Linked DNA regions of Mus musculus: region 2 is linked to region 1. A link is a contact called in public Hi-C data. All regions are on one chromosome and are shown on one strand. The core of a region is the stretch at or near the end of the contact, and the rest is flanking DNA. Distances in the headings are between cores, read along the strand shown.

Evidence for each region. A called contact is a pair of places that touch in the nucleus more often than the background predicts.
Region 2: a Hi-C map of CD4 T cells shows a contact between it and region 1, with 2.6 times the contacts expected there. The contact joins the enhancer-like site here to the promoter of Pdlim4 in region 1. A contact is called at or near these places in 8 of 484 Hi-C or Micro-C datasets (3T3-L1-derived adipocytes, CD4 T cells, the N1E-115 cell line and 3 more), 1 of 115 datasets of contacts at active chromatin or transcription factors (pancreatic cancer cells) and 1 of 9 other capture datasets (adipose tissue).

The regions. Positions count from the first base shown.
Region 1 is chr11:54,064,848-54,071,319 of GRCm38.p6, forward strand. It overlaps Pdlim4 (PDZ and LIM domain 4), which reads right to left and starts at 4,170. Exons shown (of 7, transcript NM_019417.3): 1 at 3,993-4,170. The coding sequence starts at 4,085.
Region 2 is chr11:54,145,743-54,151,606 of GRCm38.p6, forward strand. The region is part of intron 1 of Gm12223 (a long non-coding RNA gene); the gene reads left to right. Among named protein-coding and RNA genes, the nearest start is that of Gm12223, 6.8 kb to the left of the region's middle. Within about 2 kb of position 4,234, at least 76 of the 459 cell types and tissues checked have an H3K27ac peak or open chromatin away from gene starts, as enhancers often do. A contact at or near this core is called in the N1E-115 cell line, adipose tissue, muscle stem cells and 1 more, where this site is marked.

The DNA.
Region 1 (6,472 bases), core at 2,920-5,419:
CAGGTGCTGGCAGATCCTTGGCTAGAAGCATGATGTGGGCACTGCCCAAGCTACATTGCCCTAAAATAGGCTGCCTCAAGAAATATTATTTTCCCCCACCCCCAACATGTGGTATTCATATATGTAAATATGAGTGTGTGTGTGTGTGTGTGTGTGTGTGTGTAGAAGCCAAAGTTGGCATCCACTGTCTTGCTCTGTCTTTATAGAGACAGTTTTTTTGTTGTTGGTGGTAGTGGGTTGTTTGTTTGTTTGTTTGTCTGTTTTGAGACGGGGTTTCTCTGTGTAGCCCTGGCTGTCTTAGAACTTGCTCTGTAGACCAGGCGGGCCTTGAACTCAGAGATCTGCATGTCTCTGCCTCCCGAGTGCTGGGATTAAAGGCGTGGTCCACCCACTACCTGCACTCTTGCCGAACCTGGAGTGCACCACTTTTGGCTAGACTCTCTGGCCAGTGAGCTTCTGGAATCTCTCTGTCTGTCACCACCTACCCCAGTGCTGAGGTTACAGGCATGCTTTTGCGTGAGTCCTGGGGATTCAAACTCAGAGCCTTATGCAATCATTTTGCCCACGGAGCCATCTCCCCAGCCCTGCACCTGGCTTTTTAATGTGGGGGCTGGAGATTAAACGCAGTCAGGTCTGTGTGTTTACACGACAAACTCTTTACTGACTGAGTTATCTCCTCATCTCCCTCAAGCAAAGTTCTCTTCTAAAGCATGATCCCTTAGCCAACAAGTCCACCCTAAATATTCACTCGCTGGGCTTGGGCACTAGGCACTTGCACAAGCCTGTCCTCTTGGGGCAGGTGCCCACTTGGCACCATCCAATCCCATTCTCCTGTCAAGCTTTTGCTCAGAGCTCTCTGTTCTTTATAGATACCTGATCTCTGCCAGCACTTTACCGTATCTGGCACAGGACAACCTCTCAGTCACCAGATGAGGCTAAAGCTGTTCTCATGTCTACCTACAGATGAATAAAGAGGGGGCTGGAGCCGGGACATTTTGGCCCAGTCCCCCCACTGGACAAGAGTCTTCTTCCTTAGGGCTAGCTTGCTACAAGATGACTCAGCCAGCACAAGAGGTGCATTCAGGTCCCTGTAGGTGGAGGAAGTTCCTGGAAGCAGAGGTGTCTGGGATGTGGCCAGCTCCATTGAGCTTGGGGAGTTCTGGTCAAAGAGGGCTCGAAGCCAGGAAACCGTGACTCCCAGCCGCCCTCTCTAAGCATTGTCTCCTGAGTTCTCAAGGCAAGCCCATTTCCTAGACTAGGCAACCGAGGTGCAAAGAAGACAAAGACATGTTTAGTTAATAAATGGCTGAGTCTGAATTCTAACCTAGGTCAGGTGGGTCCAAAGCAAAACTTATAGTGTTAACCACTGTGCTTTTTTTTTTTTTGCAAAAGGAAGAGTGTATCGCAGGTGAAGGGGTAACATTCCAGGTAGAAACCCAGCATTACAATGGCTTATCTAGGCAAGAAAGCAGGAGACTTGTGTGGCTTATAGCATCCTTAGTGAAGGGATTGTGGGAGTGATCAAGGCAGAAAAGTTGCAGGGACTAGCTTTTGCAGGGTCTGCGGTCCCTGGGGTGAGAGATGCTGGCATTTCTCATGGGGTTGGGAACCATGGAATGTTCTAAACAAGGGCATCCTTGGATGGAGTGGAACTTGGTCAACTGTCTCGCTGTGCAGTACAAGATAACCAGACAGACAGAAGAAAAAGGGGGAGGGGAGCAATGAGGTCAGATGGGAATCTGGGGTATGAATCAGTCTCTCACCTGCTGCATTCCAGCCCCGACTGTGCCCACTGCAGACGCCTGTGGTGCGTGGGAGCCACAGAGGGTCATATCACTTCATAAACAGTTACAGCAACCTCCAAACAGACCCAGATTTCTGCTCACAGCCCCTTGCTCTGTGTTCTTTAACTTCTCTGTGCCTCAGCCTCTCAATCTACCATATGAGGCCAGGAGTCTAAGGATTGTTTTGGGGACTTCCAGTGACAGTCGTGGCATATGACATCTCTACCAGAGGCTAGGCATGCATCAACACTCTTTCCAAGGACTGGCTGCAGGGGAGGTGCTGCTTCCAACACCCGATAGGGTGGGGCCTGGCACATTGTGATGCTTGAAGACCAGTAGTCATTACAGTTTGTCTATAAGGAAGAAGCCCTGCACATTATTCTTGGGGTTCCTAGACACTTCCTGGGCCAAGACTGTAAGCTCCCAGCCCAGCTTAACAATCAGCCACCCACTGTCTGCATGAGGCTGTCCGTTTCTACTGGACTCTGGGTAAGGGAGACTCTGGAAACATAGGAGGGGCTCTGAGAGAACACAGAAAGGATCTACAAGCCCTTTCGTGAGGGCACCCCCACCTATATCACCAACCCCTGTACTCTTGCCCCTGAGGTACCTGCTAGGCAAGTTGTGGCCTGTACCTCCCCAGCTCTGTAAATCTCCCAAATCCCACCCTAACCCAGGCTCAGTTACCCTGGCTCCGTATGTCTGAGCTCCTGCCACATGACTCTGGAGGAAAAAGGGGATTCCTCTCTCCCAAATGGTCCATCAGGGGCCTGCATCTCCTCCCACCAAGTCCCCATCAGTGCCAAACAAGGCCTGGGCAGCCTCTGCTGACGACTGAAGGCCTTTCCCTGTTGGACAGGCAGCCGCGTGGGCAACAGATGTCTTAGCTCTCAGCCGCCTCCAGCAGTCAGCCACGGCCACTGAGCCTGTCAGCGGCCTCACACCCAGGGTGCCTGGCCTGCCGGCTGGCCTAACACCCTCACCGTTCTTTCTTTGTAGATACACAGACCCACCAGGCAGACATAGATGCTCTGCCCCCCCCCCCCCACTTCCCACCCCCAGCGGGGATCTCTAGGGAGAACAAGGAGATGAAAGTCACAGGGATGTGCTGAAGGCATACCTCACTTGGCCCCAGGGACCTAGTGGTAAAGACAGATGTTGGAAGCCTCCTAGGACAGCTGGTCCTGCCTGTCACCCAGGCCCCCATATAGAGGATTCCACAATTCCACACCCACCCAGTGACTACCTCTTCCCAAGAACTGAAAAAGAAATCTCGAAAGCTTAGCCCAGCCTTCAGGGCCAGAAGAAGCAGCAAAGTGGTTCTCCAGTCCCCCGACACACTTCCCCAAAGACTCAAGCAGCCTCTGTGGGGTGAAGGGATGTCCACATCTGTCCCCTCCTTCTGGACCCAGAGCCACTAAGGGCAGAGCCTGGGTTCTCTTCTCTTTTGGCTCCAAGGCTGGGGAATCCCTGCCTCAGGCCGGAGCTCCTCCCTGCTCTATCTTCAGACCAACTCCCTCTCCAGGGCTGTGCCCCCTCCTCTTTGCCTCTGCCTTAGATCTAGGAGCAGGGTATGATCCTGGGACCCGTGGGGAACTGGGCTGAGGCTGTCCTGGTCCATGGCTTTGTGTTGGTTTGTAAGGAGGGGGAACCATGCCTCATTGTCTCCCCCTTGCCTGGAAGCTAACAGTCCCTCTTGGTCACTTCCCCCAGAGTGACTGAGGCCAGAGAGGAGAAACTGAAGTTCAGAGTGGGGAAGTGGGTGGACTTCCGAGGACAGCAAGACCCTCCTAAGGCCACCCGGACCTTTAACAGGGGAAGTGGGTTTTCAGTTACTTTGCCCCAAAACTTCAGGCAGGGTTGGATCTGAGGAGTTTCTGGGCCTCTGTAGAGCTGTCCAGACTCCTGGCCCATGTCTGAGGGTTCTTCCCTGGCCCACAGCAACTTCCCCTAAAGAAACTTAGCAGCGGGAAGTTGGTGTATGAACTCTTGGGGATTCTCACCACCAAACGGGGCAGGCAGGCTGTGCGGGAAGCGGGGTGGGACTGTGTTGCCCTGCTGGAACCCCCCTTCACATTATGTGGGTCACCAAGACCAACACTCTGCTTTCAAGCTTTCGACACGTCGAGGATCTGGGTCCTGGGTCTACTACAAGGACAAGGTCTAAGCCCCGGGACTACCCCGCTGCCCCGCGGGGGTCGGACTCACCCGCGAGATGGTGAGGGGAGCACTGAAGTCCCGGCCGCCCACCAGGCGGAAGCCCCAGGGTGAAGGGCCGCGCAGGGTCACCGAGTGGGTCATCGCGGGCCGGAGCTGCAGCCAGAGCTGGAGCCGGACACGGAGGAGTCGCCGCCGCTGTTGCCGCCGCCTGGCCGCCGCGCCCCGCCCCCGGGCTGCCCGCCCCCGATCCCCCCTCCGTTCGTGCCCGCGCCCCGCGCGCACACCGATTGGTCCCGCGGACTCCCGACCCTCCCACTTTGGGGGCTCCGAGGACCCGCCCCTCACTTTCCCAGGCTAAACCCCGCACCCCCCACCCGCTTATTGAAGCCCCCAGAATAGGGTCCGCTTGGATGTCTGAGTTCTGCCTGGCTGAGGAGCCGAGCAGGCTGTGGAAACTCAGACACTAGGCACCGGCCCTTTGAAGTCGCTTTTACGGGCCGGTGCTCTAGCCCGGGGAGGGATGCAGGACTGCGGTGGCTCTGATGGGGGATGGGGCCGTGCCTTGTTCCCAAACCACTTCCACGTTCTGGCGGGCCAACCTGCCTCCCCACCTTTCAGCGCATGGAACCCTCTGAACACCGGCACACTTAGAACCTTGGGCTTGAGAAGCCCTGGACTAGGGACACAGACCCAAGACAGCAGCAGGCCATGGATCTATTTGGTGGGCTACGGGGGGCGTGGGTGCAGTAGAAATAGAAAGGTGCCCAAACTAGTTTGCAAAGGCAAAGCTGATCTCCTAGAGGAGTTGACCTTTTTCTGGCATCTAGAAGCAAGGCGCATGTTTTTTTTTTCCAGGTACCCCACCCCCCACCCTCGGCTTCTTGGGCCTTGTCTTGTTTCCATCTCCCTTCAGGTCATCTTGTCTGCCAGGGGTGTTGTATCTCTTAGCTTTCTGGAAAGGAGAGCAGGCTGGAGCAGTGCCTGTCTCCCAGTGGAGGAGCAGAAGTATTTGGAGCTCGCCCCCACCCCACTCTCCAGGGCTCCTCTCTTCCCCAAGTCTTCACTTCCAACCACTGTGTGCCCGGATGTCCTTTAACAGCTTCTGGAGGTACAATGGTTTGGCCAGACTACTCTCTGGGTACCTCAGTCTGACCACATCAGCCATCAATTGCTTCTCCATACCCAGAGGAGGCAAGATCCTAGTTAGTCAATATTCTTGGCAACCCTGTGTTCTCTCTTACCCTGTTGTGACATGTGACACGTGAGTGACTCGGACTGTGTGTGTGTGATGCTGATGCTCACAGGGTAAGAGATGAGAGGGACCACTGAATCTCCTACATCTGGAAAAGAGAAGAACTGTCAGAGAGCTACAATGTAGGGGTGTCTGTCCTGATGTCTTCCTGGTGACAAAGAGTAGGACAACTTGAGAGGTACCAAGTAGGAGATCCCAGGCCGCTTGAGAGGTACCAAGTAGGAGGTCCCAGGCCGGGATGTCCTCCTGGTAGGGAGGGTGCTGCTATCCCCTCAGGTGGGAGAGGAGTGACATGGATTGAGTGTGTGACACGGATGCATGCTTGAGTGTGTGGAGAGTGAGAGGGACACACAGATGTTGGGCTCGCAATACTGTGTGGCAGAGGTTTGTGCTCGGCTTCATGCAAACAGGGGTCCCACATTGACAGGCATATGGGAAGGACCGACAGAATGGTCCCTGCATGGTCTCTGGGGGCTGGCAACCAGATGCTCCCAGCCATTGGATCCTTCTAAGTGGAGTAGAAGGGGTTCAACCACCAACCACTGGTTGTCCTGAGGGTTGAATGTAGAGCATGGGCCGTGGTCAGAGACCTCTCATCTGGACCCTCAAGAGCCACAGTATATGTGACAGCAATGAACCTTGCTGCAGGGGAGGTGGGGAGTGGTGGGGAGACGAACATAGTTCTTCAGGAATCTGTGGAAACTCCCTTTCCAATGCACCTCATAGTGGATTCTGGGAACTTTTTTTCCCAGATGTTCTTGTTTCTCTCGATTGATTTGCACCTCCCCAAGACTTGTCTTTCCCATCTTGAATACTCACATTACTTTCTTGGAGGAGGGCCTTCCTGAGGATGACCTCGCTGCCATCTTTCTTCAGAGGCTTCTCTCACGGGGTTGGAGATGAGGGGGGAGTGGGGAGGATGGTTCTAGATTCTGCTATATCAGCATTGTGCAGAGCCTGGGCAGGTTAGAAGGATGCACGATAGATATCCAGGCCTGTGGCTGTCATCATCCACGTGGGCTCTTGGTGACATCCCTGACCTGAAAGCATCAGCAGCCCACCTTTAAAAGCACCTTCCTATAGGAGAGAGGCCTGGGTAGGCTGTGGTCCTGGAGGGTAGGGGTAGTCCTTAGCAGTGTGGCTACTTCTGAGTTAACTTGAGGTTGGAGCAGTAGGTCAACTCAGTGTCAGGTCATATGGCCCCTCCAACACGACTAAGGCTTTGTAGGCTTAAGCTGAAGGCTTTGTAGTTCCCTTCCTGTCTTGATGGCTTTGG
Region 2 (5,864 bases), core at 2,984-5,483, 81 kb after region 1:
ATGCTCTGGATGATCCCTGGAGAAACAAATTTGGGTCCTAAGGCTTTATTGGCAATCAAGGATTTCAAACCATAGCTACAGATATATTCCCCACCCTCTTCCTGCATCATTGAGTTCTTGAGCTCACAGCGCTCTCTCTCTCTCTCTCTCTCTCTCTCTCTCTCTCTCTCTCTCTCTTCCTCTCTCTCTCTTTCTCTCCAAGTTTTCACTATGTTGCTCTGCTTAGCTTGGAACTGACTTATCAGTGTAACTCTGGCTAGCCTGAAATTCACTGTCTCCCTATGTAGACCAGGCCGGTCTGAAATCCCTCCGGTGTGGAATTGGAAACCTGCATCATCCCACGCAGCCAGAGTGATCTTGGTTTTCATCTCATCAGTTGGCTACTTGAAACTTTGTAGCACACTGATTGCTCTCTCACTTCCCGTTCTTAGAAATGTTACAAAGCCGGTCCTTAACTCAGTCCTTGAACCTGTCTGATAAAAATATTCTGGTTCCTCCTAGAGGTGGAGCCTGGAGGACACTGCTGACAGCATCTTTCCTTCAGTTGCTAGCCTCACTATTCTTCCTTTTATTCTCAGCATCCCTATGGGCTTCCGGGCCTTCTCATATGTGCCTTATTGTCTCCTTCCTTTTTCCCTTTCACTTCCATTGCTATGGCAACCACATGCTTGTGAGTTACTAAGTTGGGCTTTGTCCTCCCTTCTTGAACTCTGTATCTAGACCCTCTTACCCTGCTTTCTAGTGGACACACTAACATCTAGATTGGGTCTCACGGATAATTCTATGAATGTTCTCAAATAAGGTAGGGTAGTGCAATGGTTAGTTTTATTCGTTGATTTTGACACCACCTAGAGACACCAGGGAAGAGAGTCTCTCTGAAGAACTGCCTAGATCAGTTTGGCTTGTGGACATGTCTGTGCGACAGTGTCTTGATTGTTAGGATGTGGGAAGACCCAGCCCATATGGGCAACACTATTCCCTATTCATAGTGCTATGGACTATTTAAGAGTAAAGCCTGCATTCACCTAGCTCTGCTCTTGACAACAGATGTGATGTGACCAGCTGTCTCAAGCCCCTGCTGCTATCCCTTTCCTACAGTGACATCCTATCACCTGGAATTGTGAGTTAAAATAAACCCCCTCTCTCTAAGTTATTTTTTGTTGGAGTATTTTATCACAGCCACAGGAAGGAAATTGGAATGCTTAGGAAAATGTAGTTACCATTGCACTAAACTCATAGTGTGAAAATCTGAGGATTCCCAAGACTTTCCCTGTAAAAACTCCCTGCGGTTTCAGAGAGTCTTGGTTTTGCTAATTCAGATCTTGTGTTAGAGCGTGCCTGAGTTAATGCTAAACATAAAAGTGCCTTTGCAGAGAACGGTGGAGGGTATCATTTTCCTGCCTTCAGATATGAACCTTGATGAATCCAAAAGTCTGATTTGTAGAAACAGCATCATAGACTGAGCAGCCAGGAGCCTAGGATGGACTTTGGATTAACTGTGGGTTGTGTGTTTCAGTCCTTAGCCTGGTCAGGCCACAGATCCTCAAGAATCGCTTGGTGTAGTCAGTTTTCTTTCTTAAGAAAGCACAAGCATATCTGAGTGCTTGTGTAACAGGAGCGTAGAGCAGTTGAAGCCTCGGGCTTTCTTCTGTGAGAGCCAGCCAGGCTTGGTACTTCTCCTGTTCCTGAGTTATTGCCTTAATGGTCAGTATGATGGTTGACAATGTCAACTTGATTGCAAACACCCAGGGAGCTGGGTGTGGTGACTCATACCTGAGATCCCAGCACTTGAGAAGCTGAGACAGGAGGATAACCACACTGTGGTGCCAGCCTGGGCTGCAGAATGAAACCTTGTTTTGTTTTAAAGTAGAAGTCTCTGGAGAGCCAGTGATGAACATTTTGGCATGTGCCTGTGAGGATGTAGCCAGAGAGGTTCCACCCAGTGTCAGCCCTGAACATGATGGCCACTATATAGACTGAATAAATATGGCGAAAGGAGAAATATCAGCTGAGCACTCTCCTTCCACCATTGCTGTTTCCCAGTCACCACAGGCTAAGAACTTCTCCATCGGGATGGACTTTATTCCTCTGGAGTGAGCCTGAGTTGAGTAAGCCACTGTGCTGTCACAGTGATGCAAAAATAAATAGATAGATAGATTGATAGATAGATAGATAGATAGATAGATAGATAGATAGATAGATGATAGATAACGCAGCCAGTAAGGCATGTTCTGAGGTTGACTCCCTGTCTCCTGGGTAATAGCTCTCTAGCTCTTTTGTACTTGGGCTAATATGGTACCTAAGATTTGCTTTTGTAAGGACGCCATGGAAGACAGTTTAACTACCAACCTTAGCATTCATAATCCATCTGTCTTCTGTGTCTTCTTCCATCTCTCTGACTACAATTTCCACATACTTTCCTTTGGGTCACTTTCCCTTAGTTATTGCTCAGGTTCTATTTTCAAGCGTCCTTAGCACATACTGATTATACAGAATAGCTGGTCTCATTATGGCATTCTACTTCCTGTCTATAATGGATCTTGATTGTGTTTCTCTCTATGACCTTTGTCCTCTATGTTCCTCCTACTCCTGCTCATCACCTCCCTCTTCCCAACTGGCCTGCACTGTGATATCTTGATGACTACTTGACAGTGGAAATGAGTCTCTGGGCTGGTCTGTGAGGGCTTAGTTAAGGATAGTGGCAGTTGAAGTGGGGAGGTAGGAAGGCCTACCAAGAATGTGGGCAGTGCCCTTGCATGGGCTGGGACCCTGACTGAATGAAAGGGAGGGAGACTGAGAAGGAGAGAGAGAGAGAGAGAGAGAGAGAGAGAGAGAGAGAGCTGAGTAAAAGCATTAATATCCCTCTATGTCCTGATTACACATGCAATGTGACCAACTGCTTCCTGTTCCTGCTTATAAGCTGTGGTGGTTTGGATGACAATGAACCCCATAGACCAGCATGTTGGAATCCTTGGTCCCAGGTTGGCAGAACTGCTTGGGAAGGATTAGGAGGCGTGGCCTTGGTGGAGGAGGTGTGTCGCTGAGGGCAGGCTTTGCCATTCCCTTGTCTTTCTTTCTGCTTCTTGCTGTGGGTCAAGATGGGAACCCTCAGGTGCTCCTGCTACTGTGCCTTTCCTCTGCCACCATGGATTCTAACCCTCTGGAAACTATAATCTCAATTAAATGTTTTCTTTTATGAGCTGCCTTGGTTGCGATGTTTTGTCATAGCAATAGAAAAGTAATGAAGTCACAAGCTTTCCTCACAATGATGAACTATACATTTGAACTATGAGCTCAAATAAACTTTTTCTTCCTCAAGTTCTTCCTGCCAAGTATTATTGTGTGTCAATTATTTTTACAGGGAAGGTAACTAAGGAACTAATACACTCATCTGCTTTCACGTATACTTGTTGTTGTTTGTGAACCAATGAACGTGATTACACAGACACAGGTGAGGCATCTGCAGAATTATGGGCAACTTACCAGTGTCTACAGCACTATAGAAAATGTCTCTTTTCCAGCAACAGGTAACTGCCTATAACTCCTCAGGGAAGAGTGGGACCCCACAAGCCCCTCCCGATGCCAGGGCAGGTTGTTCCTAGGCTCAAGTTTGTGTAAGATTTGTGCTGATAATCCATAGCTCCTGAGAACTTGAGAGCTTGATAGTCATCTCACGGCCTTAAAACAGTGCTCCATATCCCAACCCTTTCCCACCACTCTCACTCTTATATTCTTTCCCATCTTTTTCTGTGATACTCCCCGAGCCTTGGAGTGTGTGATATAGACGAGGCTTCCAGGCAGGTAGGATTAGGGTCTTAAAGCCACACCCATAGTGACACATCTACTCCAACAAGGCCATACCTTCTAACAGTGACACGCCCAGGGCTGAGCATATATAAACCATCACAGTTACTATCCTAATGGTCATGCCACATGCCACTGTTGTATTGGTGGGCGTGTCTTGCTTGTTATGTTGGTAGGGTAGTGTAGGATGCAGAGTCCATAGCTGAAGAGAGTAGAGAAAGCAGCCAGAAGGGCATATGGGGCCATGGAGGCAGGACAACAGCTTTAGGGATTTGCTCTGTAAGTCGCAGGGCTCTCTTCTCCTTGCTTTGTGAGAAAGACAGGAGAGGGTTAAGGAAGTGGAAGGAAGCAGCTCCTTTTTGAGACCATTGCATCATCCAAGGAGAGGTTACAGTAGCAGATGAACCAGCTGTGGTGGAAGTACTGAGAACTGATTGGGCCTGGCCTATATTTGGAAGATAAAGATGACAGGATATGGTAGCGTGTTGCATGTGTGCTATGAAAGGAAAAAAAGAGAAGTCAGAGATGAGTCAACTGCCTTTTGTTTCAGTGGCCTCAATAGTGTGTTAATTACTGAGGCAAGGGTCAGGTTTTACAAAGTGTATGTTCTAAAAGCCAGGTATGCCAAGCTTAGGAGATAGCAGGCTTTAAAAGCTCAGAGCCAGGCTGAAGTTGTAGCCTGGAAGGAGAGTGCACCCCTAGCATGCGCATGTGCAGGGCCCAGCAGGGGAGGAAGTCAACCCCCCCCCTCTGTTCCAGTTCCTAGTCTAGTCCATGTTACTGTGGGGTGAGGGGACAGCTGTCCTGAGAATTTTGTTATGTTATGTAAACATGGTTTTGTTTTAATCCCAGGTGTGGGCTATGGGGTTGCTTCAAATTGTCTATAGCAGCAGAGTCTTTGCTTCCTGGGCACTCTGGGAGGGTGTGATCATTGCCAGCTGCAGATACTTTAGTTCTGGGGACTCTGGAGAGGGAATAAATGCCAGAGCCTGGAGAGAGAAAGAAGGCAGCTGTCTTCTCTTCAGCAGGTCTGAAGATCGCTCCTCTTAGCTGTGTTACTTGAGACAGAGCTGGTATCCACCAAGTCCAGGAGTGTTCTGCTACCTACTCCTGACTTCGACATTCTGTGGTGGCATTTCTGAGCACACTCCATCTTTTCATGAGCGTCATCACCTGCTTGAAAGATGCAGGTGCTCTCCAGGGAAGATTTGCTTCCGTCATCGGGTTTTGACGAGAAGAAATACTCAAAGGTTCAGAATTCTCGCACTTACTCTTTTCCTGTTGGGAGGTAGCCTTTCCCTAAGCTCATTTCAAACTTTGCCTGCAGGGTGTGCCCAGAGGGTAGAGACAAGCCTGAAAGGGCACAGAAAAGCTTTCCAGTGTAAGAAAAGTGCATGTCAGTAGTGTGTGACCATGTGAAATGAGTGTGTTATTTATTTATTGTGTGCATGTGTGTGCATGTGTGTATGCATGTGTGTGTATACATGTGTGTGTATGTGTGTGTGTGTATGAGCATGAGTAAGTGGGTGTATATATGAAAGTGGGTGCTTGTAGCCATGGAGATGAGAGGACACCCTGCCTCTGCCAGTTTCTCCTACTACCGTGTGGCCTCCAGGAATCAAAGCAGGCTACTGAGCTTATCTGCAGGCACCCTTACCTGCAGGTCCTTTATCACTGTTAACTGATTTGACATTGTGTTTCTACTACTGCAACTTTCATCACTGAGACTCAACCCACAGAGACGGAAATTACACTGACGTAGCTCTAGCTCTGTTGTTCTTGCCACACAGGGTGTAAATACCAGAGTTCAGAAGTATCTGCTTTGGTGCTTAAGCTGAGGTCGCTATGTCCCAGTGATTGACACATGATCTTCACAGCTTGCTTGGCTCTCACGCTTGACTGTAAGGTCTGGACGGGTTACTAAACTCGTGGGGTTCAGCTCCCTGCTTTATTACATTGTGATAAGTTTCCTCATCTCCCTGGACTTGTTCTAAGTACTAAATGAATTTATGCATATTTACAACAGGGTAACTTCTCAATAAACGCAGCTACTATCATTA